Linked DNA regions of Mus musculus: region 1 is linked to region 2. Evidence: chromatin contacts called from public Hi-C data. All regions are on one chromosome and are shown on one strand. Each heading gives the region's core, a stretch centred on a gene start, on an enhancer-like site or on the middle of the called end of the contact. The rest is flanking DNA. Distances are from core to core; before and after follow the strand shown. Region 1 has its middle 24 kb from the start of Gm38509. Region 2 overlaps Sox2ot (SOX2 overlapping transcript (non-protein coding)).

What was found. Hi-C and Micro-C count contacts between places; a contact is called where the count stands out from the background.
Region 1: a contact with region 2 is called in a Hi-C map of nephron progenitors, with 3 times the contacts expected there. The contact joins two enhancer-like sites. A contact is called at or near these places in 4 of 484 Hi-C or Micro-C datasets (cranial neural crest, nephron progenitors and uterus) and 9 of 115 datasets of contacts at active chromatin or transcription factors (craniofacial prominence, embryonic midbrain, embryonic stem cells and 2 more).

What each region holds. Positions count from the first base shown.
Region 1 is chr3:34,794,202-34,798,476 of GRCm38.p6, reverse strand. No RefSeq gene overlaps it. Among named protein-coding and RNA genes, the nearest start is that of Gm38509, 24 kb to the right of the region's middle. Within about 2 kb of position 2,781, at least 24 of the 459 cell types and tissues checked have an H3K27ac peak or open chromatin away from gene starts, as enhancers often do.
Region 2 is chr3:34,662,957-34,667,161 of GRCm38.p6, reverse strand. The region is part of intron 4 of Sox2ot (SOX2 overlapping transcript (non-protein coding)); the gene reads right to left. Among named protein-coding and RNA genes, the nearest start is that of Sox2, 15 kb to the right of the region's middle. Within about 2 kb of position 2,736, at least 82 of the 459 cell types and tissues checked have an H3K27ac peak or open chromatin away from gene starts, as enhancers often do.

The DNA.
Region 1 (4,275 bases), core at 1,532-4,031, 130 kb before region 2:
TCCCCATCCTGTCTGTCTGAGGAGCACTCCTCACCTGAACTTGGCAGAAGCCAAGTGTAACACAGCACACTTCAGGCCCAGGCTTAGGGCCCATACAATCTGCCAGTTGCTACAGAGTGATCCTGAGAAACACGGAACTCCCAAAGACCTCAGCACTCATGTTTCTAAAAGGACAGACTTGATGTTTGTCATCCTTGACGAACTTCAAGATGAGTTGCCGCAAAGGTTTCAGGCAACAATGCTCTTTGAAGCCCTGCTTTGTTCTGGGTGTTTGGTGGAGCCTCTTACCGTGGACCACAGTTACTGTTCAAAAGCCCCGAAGATCATCCTCTGGCTTTTCACTATGAAGTTTCAAAAGGCTGTCTCTCTCTCTCTCTCTCTCTCTCTCTCTCACACACACACACACACACACACACACACACACACTCATACTCACACACATATAACCTGTAATCTGCTCTTCTTCCCTATCTCTCATTTCTCTCTTTCTCCTTTTAACTTCCTTTTGTGTTATCAGCCTCTTCCTTTTCTGGCGTCACATTTCTTACTCCAAGGATCTTGTTACAGAAATTTTAAGACCAAACTTCTGGCTTATAATCTTCCGGTCCTCAAGAGGTTGACTCAGGAGGATCCTCAAAGGTTCAAGGTCAGGTCACATTGTGGTACGTGTGTTGGATACCAGCATTCTGGAAGCAGAGGCAGGCAGAGCTGAGTGAGTTCAAAACCAGCCTGGTCTACACAGTAAGTTCATTTCTAAGCCAGACCTATAAATGAGACCCGAGATGCATAAAGTAAAACACCTAGTATCCCAGAAAGCATTTCTAATACAGTTTTATTTCCTTTTAGCCTGTTTAAAAGAGCAGTTCAGTCCCTGTGGAATCCTGGTTTACAGTAATCCATGCTGGAGAAAACATCAACAAACAGTATAAAGCATGCACAACCCATTGGGCTCTCCTGCTCAGCACGGATGGAGGCAGCCCATGGGCCGAGCCGGCTGAGAGCTTTAAGGAGTTTCTAAGTCCTCTAGGAAAGATATTTTTCCTGAACATAGTCCAAGGGTTGGAGTCTAAGCAAAATACAAAGAAAATGAATTTAGCCAAGCTTTGTCCCCCAGTTAGGCTAATTCCCCATAGCTCCATCATTGGAAATTAGGTCTTTGTCCTCCAATGTGGGCCTCTGGGGTGTAGGTTGCTGTACAGAACCACCAGCATTATTACAAACCACATCTCATGGTCTCTGAAGATGAGTTCTCGGTAATGGCAAGCTAATTATGCGGTTAGCAGACCCTTCATGTGCCGCTAGTCAAAGGAACCTGAAATGGCCCTGTTCTCCAGGCAAATGGCTCAGTTTCAATTGTGCCTCAAAATGCAGAGTCTCATCTTTGGGTCAAAACTGGGAAATGCGAGCCAAGTTTTCAATTAAATCTTTGAACAGCAAACCCCAGTCAGGCCACGGTGCTGATGACAGTGGGCATCTTCTGTGACAACTCCTTGGTTCCAAACGCCTGGGGGCTGACGTCTAAAGGCACAGCCATCTCCATCCCCAACCTCTCAGTCTGGACTGCTTCTTCCTCCGAAAAGCTAAGCACACAGCAAGCCTGACTCACCTTGGAGGTAACACTGGAATCTGCCTTTAGATCCAGACTAGAGGAGGGGCGCTCTGGAAGGATTTATTGGTCTAAGAACCAGAAACGGGGATGGAAAGGCTAGAAAGCGTCTGCACACAACCAAATAAGGAAACCCACCCAGATTTCATGTAAAGAAGAGCTGGACAGGACTCTGCTGTGTGGGAGTGGGACGCAAGGAGGAAGGGGGAGGAGTGTGGTGGATTTTACTCTGCGGAGAACCCCTCAGCACCGAAACCACCCCAATCCCATTTGCTTTGGTAACCACAATGCTCAGCACGCAGAAGAAAGGCTGAAAATGTTCAGTAAATTCAATTGAAATGAGAAGAAATTGGTGGCCTGAGTAGCTGAGGGTGTCTAAATATAATTAATTTGTGTGACTCTCAAAAATCATCTGAGGGTTGCTTCCAGATTTGGTTATAATTTTCATCTAGCAACAGTTTCTAAGACCAGATACAAATTTCACTGAATTCCTACCATGCACCAGCAGGCACAAAATCTTAAGATCTTAACCATGTTATCCTGCACCACCAAGGGTCAGGGAGAGACCAGGACAGAGGCTCACGGTGCCCAGCAAGCCTTGCCGTGTGCACTCTGGGACAAGAATGGCTCTGTCCTAGATCTGAATGGCAATGCAATCCATCCAATGTCCAGCTAGGGTTAAGCTACATTTCAGGCTGCAAGATGCTCTCTGGGAATAGCACGCACCCTGATGCATAGAGAACTACATTTAGTTGACTCTCAAGAAACATCAGCTATGTTAAATAAACTGAACTGCGCAGGCTGAGCTTTGTATGTCTTTAAAAACATCTCTGTGCGACGTTTCCCGGTGAGGCTGGCTGGTTGGTTTACCCTTCATGGTGGGGCTTAAACTTAGAATCCTGCATCTGCGGAGCAAATTCTCCCACTGAGCCCCAATCCGTGCTTGCTGTTTAAGTTACGAACAGCGCTCAAGTTCCATCTTGCTCTATCTCCAAGCTTTTTGGTTCAGGTGTGGTCTCCGCCAGGCAGATTAACAGCAGCACACTTTCCTTGACCTGTTCCACCTCTCTATAAACCGGTGCATGTGAAAACGACACAGAGACCAGAAACCTGATACTAAGTCCAATTCCGAGCACTTCAGCTGCTTCAGGGTCTCCAGGCTGCTTCCTATTGGTGGAGGCAAAGGGAAGGGCGTGGCGCCGGGGGATCCAGAGACAGGGCCAACAAACATCTGGGCTGCCTGCTCTCCCACGCCAAAGGATCAGGAAGTTTTAGTTGCAGAGACAATGTGGAATGCTACAGACAAAAATAATTACTTGAATCAGTACAAGTCACAGTGTCTGTGTTGGTTTAAGATGCTCTGTCGGTCACTGCACAGTCAGGGCTGTACAGTACGGCTCCCTTTGTATTTACTTCCCAAGTGAACAAATAAGTATGAGATGAGCAAATAGAGTATACAAACCCGGCGGGCGGATTTGAGGAGGTGAAGCCCTGTGAGAGTTGTAGGAAGCTAGGCTTGAGAAAGAAAAGGTGAGATGAAGGGGAAAGGAGGGGAAGGGAGGAGAGGCTGGCACGGTTGGCTTGGTCTAGCATGAGCAAGGCTCTGGTCTTAACCCCCAGTGCAAAGAGAGAGCGGGAGGCAGGAGAGAGAGAGAGAGAGAGAGAGAGAGAGAGAGAGAGAGAGAGAGAGAGAGAGAGAGAGAGAATATGCTGGTTGGAGTCTGAAGACAGCTAATTAACGTCTTCGCGATGTCCGAGGAGAGATGCAGTCTGACATTGTTTACATTTAATTTTCTATATTTCTAAATGCTGCTTGGTGAAGATATGCTTCTTTTATACTGAGGAAAAGGTTAATTTGTGTTCTACACTATGTGAAAAGAGAGCATTGAGGAAAGTCCATGGTACACCCCACTACGGTGGTAATGCTATCTTAAAGAAACCCTTTTTTTAAAGGAGGAAACATTCTAAACATGCAAATATGGTTTAAAATGTTTATTTTTAAGTATAGTGGGCCTGGGGCTGCAGTTGGAGATCAGGGAGCTAGGCTGGGGACGCAGAGGTGGATAATTTGTCTATTATATGAGGCCTTTGTGTGCATCACCAAAAAAAAAAAGATCAAGCACCCAGGGCCTATGTGTTGGCTCACAACTGTAACTCCAGCACCTGAGGCTGAGGCAAGAGGACAGATATATGAATGGTCCTAAAAACTATACCTGTGAAAAGAGCCTGGAGCCAAGAGTCAGACAGAGTGCCCACCTAGAACTGGTGATATCTTAGGTACATCTCCTGGTACCCCAGCCACCCATCAGTGGGATGACGAAAGCTGTCCGGCTTTTCTTGGGTGGTCATCAGCTGTATAAGGACACAGGAACGAGCTTTGAAAGCTTAGAGCTAACATGTGCATAGATGAAGGGGTTTGTCATCACAGCCTGGACCTGTGCATATTCATATCTATTTAAGGTCTAGTCTTACTTTCAAAACATTGTCTATCTGATAGCACTGTCCCACCCCACCCCCAAAAAACCAAGACCTCTACTGACACAAACATTAAGCTTCTGAAAACTAATGCAAGACAGAAGAAAAAGTCCTAGATATGTTGTCATGATTTTTTTTTTCAAATAAAGCACTATTCACTAGTTTTCTGTGTGATCTCCAGAGTATACGCATGT
Region 2 (4,205 bases), core at 1,487-3,986:
CTTTTGTGCTCAAAAAGCAAAAACCTACCAATGACTATGCCCAGGAAAGACAGAGGAGGATCCAGGCATGCAGCTAGGAGTGTGTAAGTCACATGAAGAGCACACAGACACCCATACAGGCGCCATTAAAAGTGGGAGATTGACCGGGCTATCCAGCTCCCAAAAGCCATCTTTTCACCTCTCTTTCACTTGCCCCCATTCCCACAGAGAAAGACAATCTATTCTCCTGTTGAAAAGGAAGGCCACAGAGGGCCACATTGCTCAGAATGCCTGGAAGTCTTGCTGACACTTTTACTAGCCCAAGAGGAGGGCATTGAGAGAAGTGTTCAAGCACAAAAAAGACGTTGGCGCATCTGGATAAAATAAAAAATAGTTTTAGAGGGAAATCATTTGGAGTCTCTTCTACCAGGTAACAAGTCTTCTTTGGTTTGGGGGATGTGCCCTCTCTGAGGCGTAGTCTTGCCCTCAATGTGCAGTCTATAGTACATATAGCACAGGAGTAGTGCCAGGGCAGTCTGAGCACAAGAATCTGAGCCTTGAAAGCATCTTTTCCTTCTGGCTATGGTGGCACTTAAATGATAATGTGGGCAGTCAAGCTGGGAGATTTATATCTTTTGGAAAGTAGGGCAAGCCAGATGGTAATAGCGTCATTAACACACAAACTTGGGGGGGGGGCAGGCGAGTGAAGCTTGAAATCAGAGAGGAGCTCAGGAGAACAAAGGGGGCTGCTGTGAAGAGCCCCCCCCATCCCCCTGCTGGCCAGAGCTAGGGGGCTGCTGTGAAGAGCCCCTCCATCCCCCCTGCTGGCCAGAGCTAGGAGCCCCTAGGTACTGGGGGTCTGATCTTGTCCAGAATTGGATAATAAACAGTGGCGTTGCCCATCTTTCAGTGTGATTTAGTACAGAAAAAAACTTTTCCAGTAGGCAAACTTAACAGTCATTCACAGGTAGCCCTTCGTGCTCTGAAGTGGCAGGAGTGGGCCTTCAATTCAGATGTGTGCCCCTCACACTGGTGTGATAAGCCCTGCAACTGTTGACACTCTAAGAAATGGAAGTTCTGCTTAGTGTAAGTTTCAGACAAAAGTTTGCCTCCCTCCCCTTATGTAAACACGGTAGGCAAACAAGACAGGTTTGGAAGCAGCTCCTTTTAAAAAAAAATTTGGTGTTGGGTTTTGGTGCCTAGGTGTTGGAAGGGGTTGTGGCAAACTACGGGTTTTACTTTGGAAAACGTTGACGTTCGAATCCAACTCTTACTGAATAGATACAGTTTAGAAAGAGCAGCGAAGATACTAGGACAGTATTAAAGTGGTAATAATAATAGTGTTTGTTCTAACTACCTCAACAGAGCAGGAAGTGCAGTTGTAACTGACAAGACAGAAAATTAGTAACTGTGTCATTTCATTAACACAACACAATACAATATGTACATACACATATACACAATGCATTATTAAAAGGAAAAGCAATGTTCTTGACACAGACAATATGCCATACACAGCTTCTGGAAGACAGCAAGCAAAGGTGACAGGGATCAAGCGTTTGACTGACTTGAGTGATACCTGTTAGCAGCTAAAAGTTGACGAGGTACAAGCTAAACCGAACTAGTTCCCCCCCTTTCTCCTTCAAAGCAAAACCGAAAACAGCACACACACACACACACACACACCCTCTAGCACTCTCAAACTGGAGCTCTTTAAAGACCCCGAGGACTTACGCTCAAGGCATTATTCAGAAAACACTGAGCCCGGTCGTTCGTCACAGGCAATTGTTAAAGGCTTTCAAAGAGCCGATCAAACGCGGCCAGAGTAATCTACATTGGAGTCCGGATGGTGGAGTTACGGCGTACACCTGCGGGATGTTTGCTGTCGCTGCCCCTCGCAGAGCTACAAATCTTGATTAAAGCTCCCTGCCTAACTGCCTAAGTTGCTCCCCAGTTTGGAAAGTTTCTTGGGACAGTTTATTTTGACCAGAGAGCTGTTTAGACACTGCAGCCAGAGAGGAGTTGAAGCCACCAAGGTGGGGAGGGACAGGGGCGGTGAGCAACTGGGAAGGTCTGTTTCTTGCATGGACTTTTTTGAACAGAGCCTTCATCCAAGCAGAGACAACCGAGATAGAAGTCCTGATTCGTGGCTTGCCTTTGAGTTCCTGTGTCTCCAAAACTCCTTTCACTGTCTTTGCCACAACTTTTTGTTGGATGGCAATACCAGTTCGTAGCTTTCCTTAATCTATTCCCACAGGTGTCCACCCTAGAGCCTGTTTCCAGCTTCGACCAGCACTCCTTTTCTAGTACAAAACTTTATCTCCCCCCGCCCCTGCCCCAGTCCGACTCTAGTTTGAAACTTTCGCTTTTGATTCATTTGTTTGAGATTATTTCCCCTCCTTTTCTGCGTTGGCTAGGTTTCCACTGTTTTTACCCTGAGGGACAAAAAAATGTGAAGTTGTGAGAAAAGACGATGCGAGGGTCGGACAGTTGGAGGCGGGAGGGACGTCAACGTCTGTCTGCAGTCAGCTAGTAAGTCCGCAAGCCCTCTGCAATCCCTGTGTGACCCATTTGGGGAGTGGGGTGGAGACTAACCGGCTGCCCGCAATGCCAAGATCAACACTCGGAGCGAATGTTATCAATAGACCAATTTTCTGCTCTTACCCGGGGCTTTTTTGTTTCATTCCTAAGTGGAGAGTGTCTGAGCTGCGCAAGACGCAACTGCACGGAGGCGCCCGGAAAGAGAGGGCGCTAGAAGCGGGAGACGCAAATATGGAAATTAACTCATTAGGAAGGGGTGTGGTTAGCGCGAAGCCCCCTCCTCCATCCCTTCCTTTCTCCCTCGCTGCCACCGTCCTGGCTTGCTAAATATGAGATTACAAACAAACAAATAAAGCAGAAGCTGACTACGCTGACTACGCAGCCCCAGATCAAGCACGCTCCAGATAATTCTCTGCACTCAGCGCCGAGGCCAGTTCTGCCACACAGCACCCGCCCCTGCCGCCACCGGGGGCTGCGGCGTTCCCTGCGCCATCTCCCGCCGCCCGGGACTGCAGCGGGGCCGCCGTCACCTTTCGAAGGCGCAGCACGTGGTCCCAACACTCGGCGGGGTGCACGTTTTAAACCCTAAGACGCCAGCTTCAGCCACTGTGGCGCCCTTCCGAGGGCCTCTGCTGACCTCGAGGTTCTTCTGCAAAGGCCCTGGGTGCTGGTGTGCTCTGAGGGAGAAAACAATCGAGCTTAGAAAAGAATGTTCCCGAGTCTCTGACCTGGGCTCCCCCCGCCCTCTGCGGTGCCGTACTCCCAGCGCGAGATTGCAGTGTACCAGGGCTCGGGTGAGACAAAAATTGGCACCAAGGCGGAAGCCTGCTTAGCGTCAGAGCCCGAGGTTGAGATATTAACAAAAGACGAGGTGCCTAGGAGTGAAGTCTGTGGGGTTGGACCGCCTGGGGTGCAAAATTCAGTGTCTAAATAAAATCGTGCGTGCGGGGGGGTGGGGTGACAATTAAAATGAAACAAAATGCGAAACTCGTCCTCAGTTGAGTCGGTCTTCCTACTCTCTAAGTCTTTATACAACCCTGTATCTAAGTCCTCAAAGCGAGGCGTAGTATAAGGCTTTAGGCAAAAATGATACTTCTAATGGCTGTCCTTCCGGCGACCGACCTCCCCGCCCCGGCTCCCATCCTAGTGCTCCCGTAGCTGCGGGCCCCTTGGAGGAGGCTGCGCAGTCCCAAGCTTCCCGCTGCCCGCAGGCCACCGCGTCTCAATGCGGGTATTGTCCGCCGCGGGTGGGGAGGCCAGACGACCAACACACAAGAATAGCAATGTGCCCGACTCCTGTTAAGAGAAAGTTTCCAAATGTCCTCCTTGTGCTGAAATACTACTTTTTAAAAAGTGCGAGTGCGTGTTTCGGTGGGCAAAGATTCGTTTTTGAAAGTCCACTCTCAATTCCTCAACGTTTTCCACTTCTTTTAAGTTCTCAGAAAAGGAGAGAGTGGGCAGAGAAGTGACTCGATTTGGGGGGTGGGGGATTGTAAATATGGTTGACGGTCAGTGGGACGGTTTTGAAATACCGGCAGTTGTCACCCAGGTCTGGTTCGGGGACGCGGGGACAGATGCTCGGTTGGCGCACAGAGTGGGAGGAGGGCCCCGGGGCGCGTGTGCTCAGAAGCGTTTCGCACCTCCTGTTTATCTTAGAAAGGCGCGGAGGGGTGGGTGGGAGCGAA